3 separate regions of the Mus musculus genome follow, and all the other regions are linked to region 2. A link is a contact called in public HiChIP or PLAC-seq data. All regions are on one chromosome and are shown on one strand. Each heading gives the region's core, a stretch centred on a gene start, on an enhancer-like site or on the middle of the called end of the contact. The rest is flanking DNA. Distances are from core to core; before and after follow the strand shown.

The links. HiChIP or PLAC-seq counts read pairs in DNA pulled down with a chosen protein or histone mark.
Region 1: a contact with region 2 is called in an H3K27ac HiChIP or PLAC-seq map of T-cell acute lymphoblastic leukemia, with 2.9 times the contacts expected there. The contact joins two enhancer-like sites. A contact is called at or near these places in 1 of 15 datasets of contacts at CTCF or cohesin (embryonic stem cells), 6 of 484 Hi-C or Micro-C datasets (the G1E-ER4 cell line, conventional type 1 dendritic cells, embryonic stem cells and 1 more) and 4 of 115 datasets of contacts at active chromatin or transcription factors (T-cell acute lymphoblastic leukemia and embryonic stem cells).
Region 3: an H3K27ac HiChIP or PLAC-seq map of T-cell acute lymphoblastic leukemia shows a contact between it and region 2, with 2.5 times the contacts expected there. The contact joins two enhancer-like sites. A contact is called at or near these places in 3 of 39 promoter capture datasets (the C10 cell line, embryonic stem cells and liver), 1 of 484 Hi-C or Micro-C datasets (cerebral cortex) and 3 of 115 datasets of contacts at active chromatin or transcription factors (T-cell acute lymphoblastic leukemia, embryonic stem cells and microglia).

The regions. Positions count from the first base shown.
Region 1 is chr1:35,824,243-35,828,901 of GRCm38.p6, reverse strand. No RefSeq gene overlaps it. Among named protein-coding and RNA genes, the nearest start is that of 1110002O04Rik, 43 kb to the left of the region's middle. Within about 2 kb of position 2,966, at least 17 of the 459 cell types and tissues checked have an H3K27ac peak or open chromatin away from gene starts, as enhancers often do. A contact at or near this core is called in T-cell acute lymphoblastic leukemia, where this site is marked.
Region 2 is chr1:35,979,929-35,984,675 of GRCm38.p6, reverse strand. No RefSeq gene overlaps it. Among named protein-coding and RNA genes, the nearest start is that of Gm39622, 22 kb to the right of the region's middle. Within about 2 kb of position 1,750, at least 9 of the 459 cell types and tissues checked have an H3K27ac peak or open chromatin away from gene starts, as enhancers often do. A contact at or near this core is called in T-cell acute lymphoblastic leukemia, where this site is marked.
Region 3 is chr1:35,774,697-35,779,031 of GRCm38.p6, reverse strand. No RefSeq gene overlaps it. Among named protein-coding and RNA genes, the nearest start is that of Gm25634, 15 kb to the right of the region's middle. Within about 2 kb of position 1,656, at least 1 of the 459 cell types and tissues checked has an H3K27ac peak or open chromatin away from gene starts, as enhancers often do. A contact at or near this core is called in T-cell acute lymphoblastic leukemia, where this site is marked.

The DNA of each region.
Region 1 (4,659 bases), core at 1,717-4,216, 160 kb after region 2:
CCTTAGAAGAGTTGCCTTGGTCATGGTGTCTGTTCACAGCAGTAAAACCCTAACTAAGGCAGCTTCTTATTGGCCTAGAGCTCACCTATTCCTCTAGTCTGGCTGGCCCGTGAGTTCCTAGGCTCCACTTGTTTTTATGTCCTCAGCTTAGGGACCATAAGGAAGGGCTGTGTTTTATGTGGGTCCTAGGGATGAAGCTCAGACCCCGTGCTTGTATAGCAAGTGTTTTACTGACTAAACCACTTCCTCAGCTCCACACTCCACTCCCGACAAAGTTCCACATCACCTCTTCACATCTCCTTCCGCTCTGACCTTGCCAATCCGTTGTGTGGACCACCCACTTCAAGAACTGCCTTCCATCCCAGCATGAAAACAAAGTTTGTTCACCCTCCCTCTTCTTGATTGCTCTCAATTTCTTGTAACAACATTTTTTCCTACATCGCCAAGGTTTCTGTCACGTATATTTTGGTTTGTTTTTACTGAGGGTCGCTCAGGCCTGATGTTGCTTTGAAAGTGTCAATGACCAGGAGGACCAACCTAGTGTGACACTTCAAAAGAAGGCACGAAGCCACCGTGCTTTCCCATGAGAGTTCCCAGTCCAACCGAAGTCCCAACCCAAGGCAAGTCATGAGGACAGTTGGTTTTGCGCAGGCTGTGCTTGAACACCTCACGTAGTCATTGGAGGATATGAGATGAATGACACAAGGGCCCAACAACCTTCCTTCTTTCTGCTCAATGGGTTTCAGCTGAAAATCACGGGTTCTTTTCTCTCAGGGGCTATGCAGATGGGTTAGTTTCTTGACTGACTGCTGCTAGGAAATGGAAGGAGCATGCTCCCCTGTTGCTGCTTTCAAGATCCAAGCCAGCTACAGCAGGCTTTTCCCCTTGGGTTGTTGGGTGACAGCTTTGTTCGGGTTTCTATTGTTCTGACAAAACACCATGACGAAAAACAACTTGGGGAGGAAAGGGTTTACTTCAACTTAACACTCCATCAGTGAGGGAAGCTGGGTCCAGAACTGAAGCAGAGACCATGGAAAAACTCTGCTTAGTGGCTTGTTCAGCAGGACATGCTCAGTCTCATTTCCAGGACCACAGGCCCAGAAGTGGGGCCGCCCACTGTGGACTGGGCATACCCACATCAATCATTAATCAAGAAAATGCCCCACAGGTCAATCTGGTGGGGACATTTTCTCAATTGAGGCTCTCGGTTCCCAAATGACTCTAGCCTGTGTCAAATTAACCTAAAATTAGCCAGGACAGGTGCCCTGGGGAAAAAGCTGTGGCTTAGACCTTCCTGTTGCTTCCAGCTCCTGCCATGCACATTGGATCAAAGAGATCTTACTTCCTCTGGCGAAAGCATCTGCAGTAGACTGAGCTGGGGCTTGGAGCCAGAGACAGGTGTGGTCAATGGCTGACTGGAGGTCCCAAATCCCTACACTATGGTACAGTACGTTGAGTTCTTCATGCATTTCAGGTTTGTAGGGAAAACTCCCAGCAGGGCATCCACTATCTATGTGTAACTTCTGTTCTTAATTAACCCACCAATGAGAAGCCCCACCATCCTGTCTATTTCAGGGCTGGTAAGAGTCAGTCCAGTTACATGGCTCCTTCATTTAGTAAGTGCTGCTTGTGGGTCTCTATATACCAGCCTTCCCTGAATGTGCTAGCACAGAGAGCCTTAGGATCAATGGCAGGGGCAGCCAGCAGGATGGGACTCAAGGGAAAGATTCTGGGTGGGTGCTAAGGAGGAAAGATCCTTGGCTTTCCTGAGGGGAGGAGTTCCAAGGCCTCACTGAGGGCAGGGACCAGTCAGTGCTGGCAGAGGCTCTGGTGAGGATAGTACCAGGAAAGGCACAGGTACTGTGGCAACCAGGATGCCTAGGGTGCCTGGGGGAACGCAGGCTTCGGAGGAGAAGGAAGAGAGTTCTTTCCAGGACAGCCGGGGAAGTCTTTTCATTATTCTTTTGCTCAAAATAGAATTATCTTTTGAAATCAAACATGACAGGCGGCCCAGGCATTTTGCCTAGGCCGTCACAGAAACTGGCTTCCACGCCTACGGATACTTACCCCCCCCCCCCCTTCAAAGGTAGAGGGAGGCAGCAGCATCTGAAAGCAGAAGAGAAAGTAGAAGGGGGAGGCAGGAGCTCAGGTGGAGGAGTTCAGAAAGGTGAGGTGAGGGAGGTGGGCAGAGGAGTCAGAACTAACAGCCACCTGACATCAGGGTGTTGGGGTAGAAGGCAGCCTTCATGAGGCTGGCTGGCTGGCTGGCTGGCAAAAGGCTCCCCTCTGAAGTATGGACCACCATGTAGGTCCCTGGGTCAGACATGGAGGCAAGAAAGAATGGAGGTGCTGTCTGAGTTACAGGACGCCCAGAACAGGCCTCTAGCTGACCAGACAGTGTGTCCTGGGTCTGACTTAGCAGGGACAGGCACCTGTTGTGGCTGAAGGGCAGGGAGGAGGAGACACGGGGGGTGGGGGGGCAGAGGACACAGGAAGACAGGATTCTCAGAGTAATAAGAGATAATACGTCGATAGGCCTGTAAGGAAGGTGCAAGCCTGGCCAGCCACCCAGGGCCTCAGTTTCCCTACCTGGAGGAGTGAGTCCCTGGTGTGTCCACCTTTTGCTGTTTTGAAATAGTATTGTTGTCTACAATTGGACACCGGGGATCCATTCCATTGAGCTACAAACAAAACAAAACAAAACCAACCAAACAATCACCGTGAGAACTAATTTCAGAATGCTCTAAGTTTATGGTTTTGTGTTAGGTGGCATTCATCACTCTGTCTGGCTGCATGCAGGCCATGGGCTGCAGGTTTGGTGGCCCTCACTGCCCTAGTTTGGCAGAAGGGGCCCGGGAAGGATCTGTATTACGTGCTCTCCTTCACAGCTGCCACATGAAGCTGCACGTCCCCAGCTGCTCTCCCCAGGATGAGTCGTCTTACCTCTGAGCTCCACTTGAGTCCCTTGGTATCTGGTCCAAGGGCTTGGCTTACACTGTGTACCTGTGTGTGTGTGTGTGTCTTGGCTTACACTGTGTACCTGTGTGTGTGTGTGTGTGTGTGTGTGTGCACACGCGCGCGCGCATGCTGGCTTGGCCACCGGATCAGCCCAATGCTCTCTAGAGATGCTACAAGAGGCAGGAAGGGGATGGATCGAAACTCAGGAAACTGAACTGAGCCAGGACTGTATCTTTTATCAACTTTTTGTTTGAAGTGGAGTAGGAAAGAAAACAAGGGGCATTGTGGGAGCTCCCTCCCTCGCCTTGGCGTCTGGTGGAGGTGTTTCACCAGCTGAGACTCAAGAATTCCAACACAATTAGTTTTTAAGGCCTGGCTTCCTCTCCAGCTGGAAACTGCAGTCTTCTAAGATGCTCATCAGAAACTTTGACAGGGAAAGGCTGTGTCTTAACTCCCGGGGGCAACTCTGCTCTCCTGGTTTTATTTTAGCTGATTGTAATTCCATCCAGGGCACCTCCAGAGGCCCCCACCCCCCGCCCCGCCCTGCCCCGCCCCATTTACAAGAGGAGTAACTTGAGAATCACCTAACTGCTACAGGTGATGACTAGTAGCAATTGTAAATGGGGCTCTTTCCGTACTCCTGGGCACACCACAATTTCTTCCTGAAAGCCTCTTTTTCTATTAACCCCTATGCTTAAAATTCATGTTAAGATGTCTTTTAATAACCCCCTAGTTCTCTTTCTTGCTGGTTCACCCTGAAATTGTCTTCTTTCATGGCCAAAGATATATGGTTTTATGTAAGTCAAGTTCCCTAAAAGATTATGGGAACCCCACAAGGCAACAAGGCAACTCCTCCGACCACTGTGAGTGAAAGTAAAGAAATGTACTTTGTCACTGACTTCATTGACAAAAGGCAGGGAAAGGAGTTAGAAAGGTCCAAACTTCTAAGGACATCGAGGATCAAGGAGAACACGGCATTAGACAAGATAATCCCAGAAAGCCCTGGAACTTGAAAGCGGGCAGATAAACAGTACGACCATCATTTTGCAAGAGTGGAAAGCCCCCGAATGGCTACAGAACGGCTGGCGCCAGGGCCCACACCAACTGGCTTTTTCCACAATGGAGATGCAAAAACATCTGAAAAGGGGCTGAAAACTTTGGACCTCTGCGAAGACTCAGGCTGAGTAGCCGATCTTTGGGGGTTGGTGTTACAGTCTAGTTGAAGCCAACTGATAGCAGCTAGAGTCCTGGCTTTTTGCCTGCTCTGCCCTGTCCATCTGAGCAGCAAATGGCTTGGGGACCACACCATCTGGCTGCAACGGTGTGCTTGTTTTCTCTTTGTTCCCATCCAGCGGCGCTCCCCGCACCACCACCCCCCCCCCCCGCCTCCAATCCCCTGCCCCTGGACATCCAAACGAGAAACCCTGTGGCCACTTGCTTTTCAGGCATCTGTGGGTGCCCATGCAGCTTCGTACGCCCCCGTAAACTTTCTCTGTAAACGGTGCTGACACCTGTGTAAACTTTCCTTCGTCTGCAGATGGCTTTATCAAGATGTGTTAGACACGTGCAGACTGCCGCCTTTTCCTGGGGGCGTACAGCTAATTGCTGGGATGTGTCAGCCGCCTCAGCAGTGGCTGCAGAGCATTGAAGAGACTGCAAAAGTCAGTGTGGACAAGTGCAGGACAAGGAAGCCTTCTCTGA
Region 2 (4,747 bases), core at 501-3,000:
GAGGGATCCATCCATTCATGAGTACCTAAGGGTGTGTGTGTTATATGGTGCTTCCTCTCTGCGCATAATAAGGTGTGATTCTTGGACTTTGCCTCATAGCCAAGAAGACTAGATCAGAATGGGCGAGTGGCAGCTAGAACTTCTGTAAAGGTAAGGGAGCCACTGACATTCCCTGCGGGGGTGGGGGTTGGGGGTGGGTGGGAAGGTGGACGGGTCAGGAACCAGATAGGGAGTTCAGCCATTACTTCTGCTCCTTCCACTCCAACTGCAAGAGATCTTGGAAGATGCTAGAACACACAGAAAAGTGAAATGCTGATTAAAGATGGAGTTCCGTAATCAGCTTCTACGAGGTTGCCACCCATAACGGAATGGCATTTTGTATGGATGCAGTTACCTTTTAGTGGGATGTGTCCATCCGCATTCCTGTAAGTAACCCCTTGCCAATGCTCTGTAAGAAAGTCTGATAAAATCATTGGACTCACCAAGTTGGACTTTGGTGAAATCCTGCTTAGGTCTGTCATCAGTGTCCATCTGGGGGCGGGGGTGGGGTAGGGTGGGTGTTCATTTGCATCTCTCAGTAAATGTTAATCGGACAAACTGGTGTGTAGCAAGGCAGTTGAGTTTGGGAAGAGCAATTGAGTGGTCCTAGCTTTGGGTAGCAAGGCACAAAAGGGCTGACTGAGCAGCCTGAGTGTGGGGCATCCAAGGGGGAGATCCTGGCGTTTGGTGAGTCCTTTTGCTATGGTGGCAATTGCATGGTTCTTGCTATTGGTAGTGAGAAATATAATTAAACCTGAACCATTGAGAGCTGGAGTTTCTTTCTAGAAAATCCCAGGGTGGCCATTTTTATGCGGTATGGAGTTGCACACCTGTTTGATGAGTGGGGTCTGCTGTAGGGATATGGAGATGCCCCTAGAAAAGATGAGGGTTTAGAACAAATTTTACCATTCTTAAAATGTAACACAGAAGGAATGAGAGTGTTGGCAACTGCTGAAGAGGCTTTATGGCCATCGCTTCTATACTCTAAGAGATACTGAAGGGGGAAATAAAGTCAGAAAAAGACAAAAGGCAGGAACACAGCCCCAAAGTCCGCCTGGAGGAAGTGGTTAGATACAGCTAGCTGGTAAAACACCTGCCTGCAATTATCCCATTGTAAAGAAAAACAATCCTACCCGCTGCAGTCTTGGTCTGCTCCTGTAAAATGCCTTACCACAAGAGAAGAATTTCTTGTTGTTTGATCTTAGTTGCACAAACCTAAGGCTGATAGCTATTTCAGCCTACTAATGCTGTAATAGTTTAAAATGATGCTGAGAAACCTTAAAAAAAAAAAGATTTATTATATGTAAGTACACTGTAGCTGTCTTCAGACACACCAGAAGAGGGAGTCAGATCTCATTATGGATGGATGTGAGCCATCATGTGGTTGCTGGGATTTGAACTCAGGATCTTTGAAAAAGCAGTCAGTGCTCCTAACCGCTAAGCCATCTCTGCAGCCCCACTGCGGAATCTTAAAGCACGATAAGAACTGCTGTGCAGTTACACGGGGTTATGGAGGCGACTTCACTGAACTCACACACAAAACAAATTCTTCGGACCCTCCACTTTGTGTACCTGTTGCACAGAGGTTTTCCTGCCTCAGTTTCCCACAACAGTATGTCCGAGGCCCAGATGGCTGCTCTGCAGGAACTTGTGTGTGTAAAGGAAAACGTACAACGAGAAATGGAGATGCAGCTGGCATCCTCGGCTTCAGTCTTTGATGGGGTGCTTAAACTGGATAAAGGAGAACATGAGACAGAGGTGCCCGTTTTCTGTTTCTTACAGCTGGGATGCTAAAGGAAAAAGAGGGCACAAGCTAGATCTATTTAAAGACCCCTTCCTGAAATCTAAAGCCTTGGAACCCAGGGGAGAAATTGATTGGATGGTGAGGCAAAGTGACAAAAGATAGCCCAGGTCCCACCTTTAATAGAGAGGACAAATAACAATGAGTCAGCACACAGATGGGGCCTTAATAATGAATGGCCCAGCACAGAAAATCGTGAGAGTCAGGGAGCATTATTCTACCTCTGAACTGATTGAGTTGGAAAAGACTTTTAAGTAAGAAATGAAAGAACACTCCCTTTTTGGATCACGAGGCTGTGGGACGTGGGGGCAGACTGAATGAGTCTGAGTTCTGTGGAAGCAGAGAAGCTGAGAAGCAAGCCCCCATTTTGAAACAAATTAAAGAGGCCATCAGAAGCGAAGCTGCTTTTACTATTTCACTCCGCAGAAAGGTTTAGGAACCCGGTGTTGAGAAAAGGCAGGCCTCTCTTGTGCTGATTAGGTGTGAGCCTGTGGTTTCTAAAGTCCCTGATCACGGGAATTTCTTGCTCTCTCTTTCCTATAGGCTGATCCTACAGTTACAGTCTGCTTCTACAGCACAGCCCCTTTGACAAATTGCTATGGATGTTCTGGAGTTTGAGATTGCCCATTTCTATCTGTCTGTCTGTCTGTCTTCCTCCCTTCCTTCCTTCCTTCTGAAGAACCAGCTTGCCTCCATTTTAGGCTTAAAAGGCATCTAGTAGAAAAGACAAACTAAGCTCTATCCTGAATAAGATGAAGTCCTGCTCCTCAAGGACGGGGCTATGCCCCACCTACAACCTTAACTACAAATGGTTCTCTACTACCTGTTCCGGAGACCTCAACTGAGTCTTTGCTTCAAAACGTTGTTATAACCATCTTGCAATCCTACCTTTGTTTCAAAAGGGTTGCGGTGGCTACCTTGCTATGACACCATGTGCAACCAATCTTTGTTTCAGGAGGTCCATGTGGCTAGCTTGTTATGTGTATGTCCTGCTCCTGTAACCTTGTCTGTTTTGCCTGCCGAATGCCCCATTTGGAAAACCCTTACCCCTGAGCTATAAAAGTCTTGTCCTCCTCACGTCCAGTGCTGACCTCCCAAACCCTGCCTTATGGAGGTAGCCTGTGTACATGAATAAAAAAGCTTTATTAATTGCTTGCTTGAATTAATCTGGCTATGATGATTTGGATCAGTGGTCTTTCTCCTTCCATCTTTGGGATTAACACTTTCTCTTAAAAAAAATTGTGGTGTGTGTATGTATGTGTGTGTGTGTGTGTGTGTGTGTGTGTGTGTGCCTGGTAGGACCTGGTAGCTAGAGCTAAGTCAAGGACAGCTGTGAGACTGGAGGCAGACCTGCGTATGGAGGTGGTGCTGGGATGGGCCAGGCCAGGAACTCAGTAGACCACGGCAGCACATGATCACAGTTTTCAGAACTGGGCCTGGGAGTTTGGATATGACTCAGGTATGGATCCGAGGGTACGCAATAATCTTTAAAAGTAAAATATAGAGAGCCTTTTCCTGTGTACCCACAGTTTTTTCTGGTTAGAACAAAGGAGCCTTCAGCTAGTTGATGGCTGATGACATAGGCCTCCTCTCCTGCCTCAGCCTCTCAAAGTGTCGAGACTTCCCACACCAATCACTGCGCTGTATTTAGTGAGATTCTCCTTGCTGCTTTTCCAAACTGATCTGTTCATCCAAAAGGTACCTCTTGGGGTTGGGGCTGGAGAGGTAGCTCAGCAGTTAGGGGCACTTCTTACTCTTGTAGGACCAAGTTTCTCCCTGTCCCCAGCATTCATATCTAGGAGGGGCTCTGACACTCTCCTGTGGTCTCTGAGGACCCCTGCATTCCGGTGGTATATACATACGCAGACATACATTCGTACACATAGGTAAAATTGAAAGTTAAAAGAAATTCCTTTTTTGTTTTGAATTCTTTTTTTTTAAAGATTTATTTATTATTCTATGTAAGTACACTGTAGCTGTCTTCAGATGCACCAGAAGAGGGCGTCAGATCTCATTACAGATGGTTGTGAGCCACCATGTGGTTGCTGGGATTAGAACTCAGGACCTTCAGAAGAGCAGTCAGTGCTCTTAACCACTGAGCTATCTCTCCAGCCCGTTTTGAATTCTTTTTTCTTTTTTTTTTTTTTTAAAGATTTATTGATTTATTATATGTAAGTACACTGTAGCTGTCTTCAGACACTCCAGAAGAGGGAGTCAGATCTCGTTACGGATGGTTGTGAGCCACCATGTGGTTGCTGGGATTTGAACTCTGGACCTTCGGAAGAGCATTCGGGTGCTCTTACCCAGTGAGCCATCTCACCAGCCCCGTTTTGAATTCTTTTATGTCCCTAATAATTTTAAGATGACTCTATAATCACTGTCAGGCTTCTCTAGGGTCAATTCTTCTGTTTGTGACATTTGCTGTTTGTCAGGCACAGTAAATGATCTTAATTATGTTTTGTAATTCTGCATTGTAAGCCTGTCTTCATAGTGGCTTTGAGAATCCTTTTTGGGCCTTCAAGAGGTCATGTCTATTCAGATTTAGTTTTTGGGTTTACCAGGTTATCAAGGGAAGCCACTGGCCTGTCACTTAGGTTTTTTAAAATGCTAATTTCTTAGCTAGCCTCATTGTGGAGGGAGTGCAGTTTTTCAAAGCTGAAGTCTATGAGTTTCAGGCTCAGGTTCTTATGGGAATTTTCTGTGTGTACCTAGGGAGGGGAGGAGCTTTTTAGTCATTGCCTGTGTCTGTGGGCGGAATTTTCCTGCTCTCTGTACCTGGAGCCCGTTCTGGGACTGATTTATGCCCACTCCCACTCAGGACGGGTCACCTGTTCCCACTTGGACTCTTACCTCCTGTTGGCCTGTCTGCTTCCCCTGTGGTAGAACCGTTTCTAGATTTTTGTTGTC
Region 3 (4,335 bases), core at 407-2,906, 210 kb after region 2:
GGGGGACCAATACTTTGGATCCAATGAAGTGGGGAGTTTTCCTCCATCACATGCTCCTCATTATCCTAAGCTATTCAATTACAGACCCAAGAACAACCATGGACTGAAATCTCCAAAACACTGAGCCAAAATTCTTCTCCCTCCCGTCTAGATCAGTGGTTCTCAATCTGTGGGTCGCGACCCCTCTGTGGGTTGAACAAGCCTTTCACAGGGGGGCACCTAAGACCACCTGAGAAGCACAGATATTTACATTACAATTCATAGCATTAGCAGCATCACAACTATGAAATAGCAACAAAAATAATTTTATGGTTGAGGGGGTCCCCACAACATGAGGCACTATATTAAAAGGCTGCAGCATTAGGAAGGTTGAAAACCCCTGACATAGATTATCTCACCATTCAAGGTGACCAGCCACCTCACATCCCCGCCACCATGATTTACCCACAAACTATAGACCCCAATAAACTCTTGCTTTAGATTGCTCAGGTGTTTTTTTGTTACATCAAGAAAGCTGGTAACTGCGGTCCAAAGTCCCAAGTCCCAATCATGGTTGTGATAGGACTCCAGCCATGAGCTAGAAGGACATAGAGTGAATGAATGGTTTGTGCACTTTAGAGCAATGTCACTTCCCTGGCTTTGATGTTAGATTAGCCTATAGAAAATAGGACTGTTCCGGAAGCCGAAGGAAGGGTGCAGAAGACCTCCTCACGCTGTTTTTAGAGGCTTCCTGTGAATCAGTAATTATTTTAACATCAAAGGTTTAAAACATTAAAAAGTGATCCACAAAGACTGAGTAAATGCCCAACATGAACTGTGAGGTGGGAGAAAGTCTGAGGAAGAGGAAATGCACAATTAGCAGGTGTTTTCTCCTAATTAACTGTATTCAGACACTGGGAAAGGGTGAGGCAAATTGGAAAGGGAGAGGGGGAGGCGGAGGGAGGGCCCACACTTTCAAGATCAGCACATCCCAGGCTTGCTTCTGTAGATGAGCAGAGGTGTCTGGGAGGGGGCAAGGTTCATCAGAGGAGGCTCTTTAGTCACTCCCAAGGCAGGGGACTACTTACAACCTATGAGGACTCTCCCTGATCACCTTATCTTGTATTTATTTGGTGTGTGGGGACCAGGACACCTTATAGACCAAGGAGAAGGCTGGTTTCCTAGGTGATGCAGAGCCTGTCAAGTCCACAATCACTATTACAAGTAGTCACTGGGTCCTGCGGATTCTGATCCATGCCTTTTAGAAGCACCAGATGAGTTGAGTCCACGCAGAGACATGGCCACAAGATGAGTCAGGTCTCTCTGTCTCCTGTCTGCAAAGGTGCCACCATACCAAGGGCATCAATTTACTGGAAGGATAACGCCTCATCAGTGGGCTGGAATGTGAGGCATTAGGGCTGCCTGAAAACTCTTTCAGTAGATTGTCTTTGCGTTTATTTAGGGGCCAGGTTGGGCACTGAAGAACTAGGGTAGAGGAATACACAGTTGGGCCACAGTTGAGCCAAGCAGCTGTCCTCAGATGTCCCGGCATGCATTTCCTCTTTTACCCTAACTTGTAAACTCCACCCAGAAAAACATGGCTACCTTGAAGTGGATACAATAACAACCCCTGGAACACACCTGTGCCCTGTGGTTGTCTATCAAAATCCTACCTCCAAACTAGATGTGTGCTCTTCAAGACATGCCACAGAGGGCATGGTTTTCTCATCTCATCTCATCTCATCTCATCTCATCTCATCTCATCTCATCTCATCTCATCTCATCTCATCTCATCTCATCTGTTGCTTCATACAAATCTAAAAATGGAGGTTTAGATGCTTTAAGGCAGCAACTATCCTCAAATATCCCATTTCCAGTCCAGGTTAACTTGGGGTTGGATGGAGTTGAGATCCAAACAGGCTCCAGGACCTTTCCTGTTTGTGGTGTACTGCTGAGCACCAGGGCAGGAGAGCCACCTGGCATGCAGTGTGGGGTACAGGTCTAATCCAGCGTCAGGAAGTCTACACACTGCATATATTTGAATTCAGGATTAGTTTCCCTGCCACATCAGAAAACCTTTAAAAATGTCATAACTGTTCTGTGGTGGTGAGGTGAGGAGAGGGCTCTCACACTGTGAGATCCAGTATTTCTGCAGGCAGTTTGACATTCCCATCCTAAGCTTTCAACATAAAACCCTTGACTTTGTAGTTCAGTGCCTGAGAATTTAGCCTGAGGAAATAATTATGGATGCAGAGTTAGACCTACATTAAAAATATAGGACCGAACTGTAAATGTGCTGGAAAAGTAGTATCAGAATTTGTGCACTAGGATAGAAAAACTAAGTCCAATTAGCTTAGGCCAAAGACTCACCATCCTGCCCTTTCTGAAGGTCAGCTGGTATATTAGTCAGGGTTCTCTAATGGAATAGAGCTGATAGAATGGGTGGATGAATGGAATACATATATATATATATATATATATATATATATATATATATATATATACACATACATACATATGCATGCACACACATATACATACATATATACATATATATTCATCCAACTCATTCTTTTAGTTCTATTCCTTTAGAACTGATATATATACACACACACATATATATGCATATATGTATATATCATATATACACACGTATATATATCATATACACACATGAACATATCATATAAATCATATATATCATATACATCATATATAATAAGCCATATATACCTGTTGGTCTAGGCAATCCAGTGGAAAGGCTGAGAATCCACTTGATGTTCAGTACCTCCAACCTATGCACTGGAGTCCTAGAGGATTCCCAGAGAGCTGCTGGTCTTCAGTCTATATTGGAAGCTCCCAAAAGTTGTCTCTAATTCTTGTGAAGGAGTGCTTCAGCTTCATCCAGAACTTGCCAGCTAAAGTGAGGGCAAGCACTGGGAAGGTAACGATTCTGTAGATTGCAAATACAAGATTTTGTTGAGGGTTGAACGCTACATTCATCTGGTTGCGTGTGAGGGGAAGGGGGTAGGAAGGCCAGAGGTCATGAAATTGAGAAAGAACAAGGACATGGGCGAGGGAGGAAATGATCTCATTATATTTTGACTTAAAAGAAAAAAAATAAAGTCATCTTCTTCTGTCTTTTCCTCTTATTTGCTGCCACTAGAATGTGTGGTCCAGATTTAGGACGAGTCTTTCTGCTTCAAGTAATCTGATTAAGAAAACCCCTCGGAGGAGGGCCCAGAAATCTGGATTATAGTTGATTCCAAGTGCAGTCAATTGGATGACCAAGTTTAACACCCCCCCCAAGCTGGTTTCCACAGCAGCTCACTGAAGGAGCCCAGGGCTCCACACCCCTGGAGAGCTTCTTAGGTCAGCATTGGTTTTGAGTCTGATACAGGATGGGAGATACTCTCAGAATTCACACCTAATACTGAGAGTGAGGTGCTGCTGTCTTCTTGGAAAGACAAGAGTTGATGGCCACCCTTACCAAGCCCTGGCTGTAGTCCTGGGTTATAAATTCTCCCTCAGCCTGAAGATGTCTGATCAAAGGGATGGACTATGCCTAATGAGAATCTAAAAGTCGGCTGAGTTGGCAAAATGTTTGTTGTACAAGCACGAGGACCTATGGTTGATCATTTGCCCATGTAGAAATCCAGATGTGATGGCATGTGCTCATAATAATTCCAGTGCTGGGCGAGGAGATGATGGCGGTTTTCCTGGATGTGATGGCCAGTTATCCTAGCACAACTGGTAAATCTGGGTTTTGGTGGATGGATTGTTCTTGAGTAGTGACATCTGAAGTGGGCTTTGGTCTTCATATGCATGTGTTCTTACACACATAAATACACACACATACATACACACACATGTGTGTGTGTGTTTATGTGGTGTGGTGGTGGTGGTGGTGGTGTGTGTGTGTGTGTGTGTGTGTGTGAGAGAGAGAGAGAGAGAGAGAGAGAGAAGTAGGGGCTACTGGAGAAAGAAATAATTCTAGAGACCAATGAGCATGTAAAACCATGCAGAAAATAGTTTGTATAATCTAAGGTAGAAACCTCTTGATAAGGAGTTGGCTGCCTTACTTTATGCTTTATATATTTAGTGTGACCATAACAACCACTGTCACGCACAATCTATGACGACAGTGTTATGCTGGGCATGGTTGCAGCCCCTGCAGACACCAACTCAAGCTCACTTCTGTCTCCTTTCTCCCAAGCTTGAGTAGTCCACACAGAATTGCCAGTTTCCACATCTGACTAATCAGGGTCAAGTTCAGAACCTTGGTTTGGTGCCTGAGGGAGAAGGCCCTGTGTTCTGGGTATCCTTTTATGAAAGCCAGGAAGGGATCTATCCTAG